Linked DNA regions of Anser cygnoides: region 2 is linked to region 1. A link is a contact called in public Hi-C data. All regions are on one chromosome and are shown on one strand. Each heading gives the region's core, a stretch centred on a gene start, on an enhancer-like site or on the middle of the called end of the contact. The rest is flanking DNA. Distances are from core to core; before and after follow the strand shown.

The links. Hi-C and Micro-C count contacts between places; a contact is called where the count stands out from the background.
Region 2: a contact with region 1 is called in a Hi-C map of liver, with 2.5 times the contacts expected there. The contact joins the promoter of GAPVD1 here to the enhancer-like site in region 1. A contact is called at or near these places in 2 of 7 Hi-C or Micro-C datasets (both in liver).

What each region holds. Positions count from the first base shown.
Region 1 is chr20:1,064,935-1,068,593 of Taihu_goose_T2T_genome, reverse strand. The region is part of intron 6 of MAPKAP1 (MAPK associated protein 1); the gene reads right to left. Among named protein-coding and RNA genes, the nearest start is that of MAPKAP1, 57 kb to the right of the region's middle. Within about 2 kb of position 1,418, at least 2 of the 3 cell types and tissues checked have open chromatin away from gene starts, as enhancers often do. A contact at or near this core is called in liver, where this site is marked.
Region 2 is chr20:1,164,142-1,167,788 of Taihu_goose_T2T_genome, reverse strand. GAPVD1 (GTPase activating protein and VPS9 domains 1) reads left to right here and starts at 2,034. Exons shown (of 27, transcript XM_066980967.1): 1 at 2,034-2,269. HSPA5 (heat shock protein family A (Hsp70) member 5) reads right to left here and starts at 1,753. Exons shown (of 9, transcript XM_066980975.1): 1 at 1,602-1,753; 2 at 1,298-1,437; 3 at 870-1,101; 4 at 465-602; 5 at 100-212; 6 at 1-13. The coding sequence starts at 1,697.

The DNA of each region.
Region 1 (3,659 bases), core at 169-2,668:
GAGTACCGTGGATTTCTGCAATTGAGAGACATCAGCCCTACAGCCCAAAGATTTAGGGGTTTTGACTACCACCACATAGTAAAAGCAGAGACCTTCCTAAGCTCTCTTAACTGATAAGCAAATATTTCCTTCAACTGCTACAGAGAACTGCAGCGTGCACGAGTGTTGTGGCACGTCCGACGCCTTCTGATCACCTCACCAGCTTCCTGGGCATCCACCTGGCCACCCAACCTCAGCAGAGCTCTAATCTGAATCGACCCCCTGAGCTAAATTTAATGGACTGTTTAAAATGAAAATCTTTCATAGAAATGTACTATACTTAAAAAAAAAAAAAAAAAAAGAAACCAAAGAAACTACCTTTTCCCTTGTATGCAAATGACATGATGTTTGAGGAAAAACTGGAACCAAGCGGCAGCGCACAGATTCAAAGGCATCTGGCGCCTTCAGGTAATGTATACAACACGCTGCAGTACCAAAAGGTTTCCAGAGAACTGCAACCAAAATACAGGACAATAAATCAAAATACTGCAGGGGAAAAAAAAAAAAAAAGCCTTCCAAAATATTCTAAGGCCAAAACAACTAGAGTTCTAATTTTTCTTTTATTTTTTTCAGCATGAGGTGTTTCTGCCATGTGTTTTCTCCCAAACAGAGCTGGGTGCTGCGGACCAGCCCCGCTTCCGGCTGTGCGCAAGGCGAATCGCGGCCGTGGAGCACCGCTGACCTAATTCGGGTTTGCTAAAACCAAGACGTATCTGGAACCTCCTGAAAATGGAAAATTGTCTTTCAGTTCCTGACACTTGAGCTGTTAAAGAGCACATGCTGTTGTCGGTCCTGCTCATGTTTCAGCCCATCCTGACTCGGTCGATTCTTTCTATTGAGCAGCTGGCCTGAGAACTGTCAGCCTGATTTTCCTGACACTCTATTACTAAATCATGCCTGAGCCCCAGCCATTCTTTGCCTCAGAAGCTGGATCTCATCCCAGAACAATCTTTAAAAGTTTATTTTACTGATCAAAGCAAAATAAGAAAAACCTCTGTGTTTTACTATATTTAGTGTGCTATCCAGTAAGTGAAACTTTGGCAAGAGCAATGAAATGTAAAGCGCACCCCACATTTGTAAACTTTTGGATATTTGCTCTGGAAAGCAGCCAGAAGCGCTTGAAATGCCGGTCAGAGTTCAGACGCACTATCCCTCCCTTCCTTCGCTGCAGTTCAATAAGCAGGCAGCATTGTTTCCTCTACCCGTGCCACCTCGCTTAACGCCCTGCGGTGCTTGGCGAGCTCCGAGGCCGCGCTGGGGGTCTGTGCCGCCGCGCCGGGGCAGGTGGGGAGCCCTGGAGACACCCCTGCTCTGCGGCACCTGGAGCATCACCCGCCGGCAGCGAGGCGTCCTCACGGGCCGACAGCACAGGGAGGCTCCTCCGGAGGAGACGCGCGCCCACCCTGCCTGGCCAGCTTCTCGGTCATGCTCTGTACTGATGGCGCACATGAACTGTCCTCACCCAGCCTAACTCCAGCATTTCCTAATTATGAGTATAAATTACGTATGTGTTAGCTTACTCTGCTAACGTGCCGTACCTTTATCCTAAGTCAACACACTAGGAAACAGGACAGACAAGCAGATGTCATTCTACCAATTAAAACTGCTGCTTACAAATTAGAAGCCAAAGAAATTCCTTAGCTTATATTTTCTGTCATTTTGCAAAAACATACCTGGGTGACAAGGTTAAATCAAGCAAAGGAAATCCCTGGCACTTATCATCCACAGGCATTACTGATAAATTGTGCTGTGGAGGAATAAAGGATTACCTTCTGTATTTTTTCATTACACTTTTCTTTTGTTACAGAATACATAAATCCATTGTGGCACAATGTAATATGTATCATCGTGCTACACCTGTGGACGTTTCATAACGGCTGCCATGTCTGTGCAGTCAGGAATGATAAGTGAACCACCCGTGAATGTTAATGATAGTGATCATTCTGCGGTAACTTGGCTTTCCATCTTCTTTTACAGCCTGAGTGCTGGAGCCAGGGTGGCAAGGTTCAGAAGAAGAAAAAGAAAACAAGAGAAGAAGCGAGAGCCGCAGCGGGCTGGTGCCGGGTGCTGCCAGGGGGAGGTGGCTGGAGCGGCACGGAAACTGGCAGTGGCCTCTCCATGGGCTCGACTTGTGTGAAAAAAATAAAGAAATACCTCTCAGAAGATGAAAGGCTTCTGTTCTGAATGAGAAACAACTTCTCTAAAAGCTGTCCTTCGGATCTTTTTTTTTTCTTTTTTTTTTTTTTTTTCTGAAGCGACATTTATAGCATTTAAAGCTCACAGCAGAGAATGACTGGCACGGCCGAAAGTGTCAGGGAATGACTAATAATGATTTCCACTTGAGCAGCACAGAGTCAAAGTTAAGAGTAAAAGTCCCCGTTGACACAATGTGCTTAACCTGAGCTGGGCGATTTTTAGGATAAAGTGCACGGTGATATGAACCAGAATGGCTGCCAGCCATACTTTTAATTCTGAGCCTAAATGACCTTGATTTGGTGGATCTAATGTTAGCCTTAAATAATACTGTGTGCTTTTGGGCTTAACTGTCTGCATTTTGACACTACTACAGGTAACACATCAGCTTCCTGCTCTGACTCCTTCCTTGGGGATCCTACCCCTCCCTGTTTGCTGTCCTGGGGGCCCACCTTCTTCACTTCGAACCTACATTAACTTTCTTAAGTTTGCATTTTATGAGTATTCTAATATATATTTTGCTGATTACCTACACCCATGTGAAAACTGGTAAGAGGCTTTCTGCGGAGTGTTTCTGTAACCTAAGTAAAATACACATTTCAAAGCTTTGAATTGAATTTGTAAATGTACTATGAAAGCCTGGTATTTTTAAAATGCTTCAAACCTTAATCTACCAGGTATAACAGAGGTGTCGCTTTGAAATATATATATATAATAGTCAAAGCAATTTAAACATAATATTAAAACAGAAAAAGGTGCTACAGAGGAGAGGAACTGTATGCCAAATTTCATCTATGTGCCAACTGGCAGCTGAGTTACAACTCCTAGAAACACCATTAGATATTGTATGTCAAGTTGTGATAATAAAATTTCCAAGGAAAAACCCCTAAACGATAGTACGGATTTATTTTAAGCTACCTTCATTCAAAGTCTTTCAGGTATTACTTCATCATCTCAAGGAGTCTGCATTTCCATGAATGCAGTGCTTTGTTTGACTCCTTCCGACAAATCATATTCGACATCAAAGAGGACTGTTTGAGAATGCCGTGTTTGACATTGGACAAAGCACTCCTTCCCACAACAGACATTTTCCAAAAACATAACTCGCTAGACTAATGGGCAGTTAGAAGCCAGAATGGCTGCCCTCCGTCTTCTCCTTGTGTAACTTTGCCAGAGTCCTTGGAACTTGCCAAATTCGGTCATGCCTGCTTAGCTTGCTCGACTGATTGTGCCAGAAAAGAAAATAAGACACAGATGTATTTGAGCTCTTTGAGATGCCAGTAAGAGAGACAGCTAATGGCTTCATTTCGACCCTCCCCTACCAGCTGGGCACAGGTGGGGGGATAATGAGGTCCCTCTCCCTAATCAAACTCAATTATTTACTACTCTATGTAACCACAAAGACATTCACATTCAGCTCAGAATAT
Region 2 (3,647 bases), core at 785-3,284, 99 kb before region 1:
AGCAGCAGCCGTTCTGTTTAGGGAGTAACAAATTCAGGAGACTGATCTCTAGAGCCCACCCCCAGCCAACCAGCAGGCAAAGTGGTTTAGGCTACTTACGGCTCGTTGATGATCCGCATCACGTTCAGTCCAGCAATAGTACCAGCATCCTTTGTGGCCTGACGCTGAGCGTCATTGAAGTAGGCTGGCACAGTAACAACAGCATGAGTAACCTGCAGAAGTAGCAAGAGAAGATTATTAGAAAAATAAAGGAAAAGCTACACACCTTAGAAATGAGCATAGCAACGCCTGGAACAAGTAGCCCATTGTTCCTTATGTCCTAGTAAAACCCCACAGTCAGCTGAGCCGCCTAAGCACTGAACAAAGTTTATGACAGCAAGCTTAATCCTGAGATTCTGCCCAGTTATCTTTAGTTTTGTAAGGCAGCTGCTGCTTTAAGTTCTTGTTAGTAGCACTCAACTCACCTTCTTCCCCAGGTAAGCCTCTGCAGTTTCCTTCATCTTTGTCAGGACCATAGCAGAAATTTCTTCAGGAGCAAATGTTTTTGTCTGTCCACCACCAACATCAACCTGAATATGGGGCTTGGCTTTCTTTTCAACAACCTGCGAAGAAAAAGACATGGTGTCATATTCCAGCAATTCCAAAAGTTATTCCTAACTGCCAGATTGCTTCCTTCTCTCTGATAATTCAGTAAATCCTTTAAGACAGTTGATTTGAAAGCAGGGCTATAAAAGCCACAGGGTTGCTCATAAAAACGCTGATTTAATGGCCTTGCTTTTCTCAGGCAAGAGAGAAAGCAAGCAGCATCTGCAGCCTGTTCTCCTGACCCCCACCCACCCCCCCATCCACCACCCCGTAACCAGGCACACCTTGAATGGCAAGTACTTGATGTCCTGCTGCACCGAGGGGTCGTTCCAGGTGCGGCCTATGAGCCGCTTGGCATCGAACACGGTGTTCTCAGGGTTGGATGTCAGCTGGTTCTTGGCGGCATCCCCGATCAAACGCTCCCCCTCAGGCGTGAACGCCACGTAGGATGGGGTGATGCGGTTCCCCTGGTCGTTGGCAATGATTTCCACCCGGCCATTCTTGAAAACGCCCACGCTGCAGGAGAAGCGGAGCCGTCAGGCGGCACGGGGGCCTGCCCTCCCCTTCCCCCCCTCAAGTTCCGCTTCTCCCTTCCCCCTCCCCGTGCTCCGCCGATTCCCCCCCCCGCCCCCCCGGAACCGCTCTCCCAGGCCCCCAGCCGGGCCCACGGCCCGCAGCCAGCCCCCTGCCCCCCACGCGGCCCCCCACGCACCAGGAGTAGGTGGTGCCGAGGTCGATGCCCACCACCGTGCCCACGTCCTCTTTCTTCTCCTCGTCGTCCGCCCGCGCGGAGCCCAGCACCAGCAGCGCCCACAGAAGATGCCTCATGCCGGCCGCTCGCCCCTCGCCGCCCTGCCGGGGAGCCAAGGGTCACAAAATGGAGGCGCCACGTGCGGGGCGCGCCGGCCCCGGCCCCCAGCGCAACCGCCCTGCCCCCCGCCCCCCCGCCAGGCCCAGGCCCAGGCCAGGCCCAATGCAGGCCCCGATCCCCCCACCCCTTCCCGTCCCATCCGTACCGTGACACCGACCGCGCCGCCAACTGCCGCTGAACGCCCAGGCCGCGCCGCCCGCCCATATATACCCTCCGTTACTCCTGCGTGGAGGCTCGCCATTGGCTGCAGAGCCCTCGCTGGAGCGCGCCTATTGGTCGGCTGCCACTAAGCTGGCCTTCCTCGATTGGCGACGATCGCGCGGCCGCTCTGACACACCGGGCGCGCGCCCCTCCCGCCGCCCGATTGGTTCGTGCCCCGGCGCCGCGGGCCTATCAGCGGAGAAGCGTGAGCCAAGCGGAGGGCGCCCATTGGCCGCGGGACGCCGTCACGGCGGGGACGGGGCAGCGCCGGGGGGACGTTCTGGAAGTTTCCATGGTGACCGCGCGGCCCCGCCCCGCCCGCCGCGCCTCGCGCCTCAGGGACGGGACGGGGCGGGTGGGGGCACGGCCCCGCGCACCCCCGAGCTCCCGCCCCGGAGCCCAGCGGCAGGGCCGGGCCGGGCCGGGGGCTCGGGCGGTATCACGGGGCCGCGAGGTCGTTGGCTCCCCTTGGGCCGTGCCAGGGCCGAGCCGTGAGGGAGCGGCTGGGGGCGATGCACGGAGCCGCGGGGAGCGGGGCCGGCAGCGGCCTGCGGGCAGGGCTCGCCTCGGAGCCGCCCCGTGTGCGGGGGGGACGTTTCCTGAAGTTCTTCAGTGAGTGATGCTTAGCTCGTGGAAGAGGGCGGCGTCAGCACAGCCGTGTGTCCGGGAGCTGTAAAGAGCCCCTTTGGGTTCCCAGGAAGCCTGGTGCAGGCGAGGGGACAGCTGCGTGCTGCTAGGCCTCAGGCTCGTTGCTGTCAGCTTTCCTGGGGGAGTAATGCCGTAAACACCCCTGGTGTCCTGTGGTGCTGCTGGGAGCAATGCTGACAGCCGGCTGCCTGGTACCAGGCACAGCAGTTTGGTGACACGTTGTGTGGTCACGCTCGATAAACGTTTTCTTGTTGTATTTCAGTTTGCCAAGGTTGTTTCTAAAACGTCAGTTGGCTTTTTAGAAATCAATTGCATAAGGCATTCTCTTTTATCAGAGGAGAAAATGCAAGGCGGTACCTGTGCCAGTACGGAAGAGGCACACACATAATAGTTCAGAGAATAACAGATATAAAGCGTAAATGGGTGGCTCTTGTGCTGAGCTGGCCCTTGGAGGAGCTTTACAGACGATTTAGGCATAGAAAGAGCAGCCGCGGTGACTCAGGGACTTGCTTTCCTACCTACACCACCACCGGCCCCGTGCTGAGGCCTGGATGCCCGGTCCTTACCACAGGGCACCTGGGGGTATTCGCCAGGGTGTTCGCCCTGGGGGATTCGCAGCACCAGGGATGTCAGGAGCCGTGGAGCACAGCTGTCACTGCGCGCTGCGACGAGGTGCTGTGCCCAGGTGAACTCCCTGCGAGTCCGCAGCGGTTACGCTGCAAATGGCACCACTGACGTGTCTGCGATTACCTCTGTTTTTTCTTAGAGAATAAGCTTCTTAAATCCTCTGTCGGGACAAATTCTCACGTAATAAACGACATCCAACTCTTTAGCTTCCCCTAGCATTCCTGCAAGCGCAAGCCTAGAGGTACGCGCGTTGGGAGGAGCGGCCTTGTCGGCCGGGCTGGCAGTCCCAGCGCTGGACTCGATGCCCGTCCGCGCCGTGACCTCAGCAGTCGTTGGGCCGCCAAGTCGTGCGAGGCCGCATCGCGCCCAGCCAGCAGCTCCGTGCTCCCCGAGGCCGGCGTGCCAGGCGAGGAGGACGGGCAGAGTAAGAGCCCCCCCGCGCGGGTCGCTTTTCAGACCAGCGATCCCGGCCGCGCCGCTCCGTGCGGGGCAGGCTTGCCGCGCCCCTCTGTCGGCGGCTCTCCCGTGCTTCTGCGGCGCGCCGCTGGCTCCGCTCGCCGTCGGCCCCCGCTCCAAGCGGCCCCGGCGTCGGGACTACAAGTCCCAGGGCCCCCGGGTCCCAGGAGCGCGGCGTCGCCGCCCGCCGCCTGCGCAGTGCCGCGCCGGGCTCGGGGCCGCAGCGGGAGCCGGGCGGCGGCGGAGCCGGGGCGCTGGC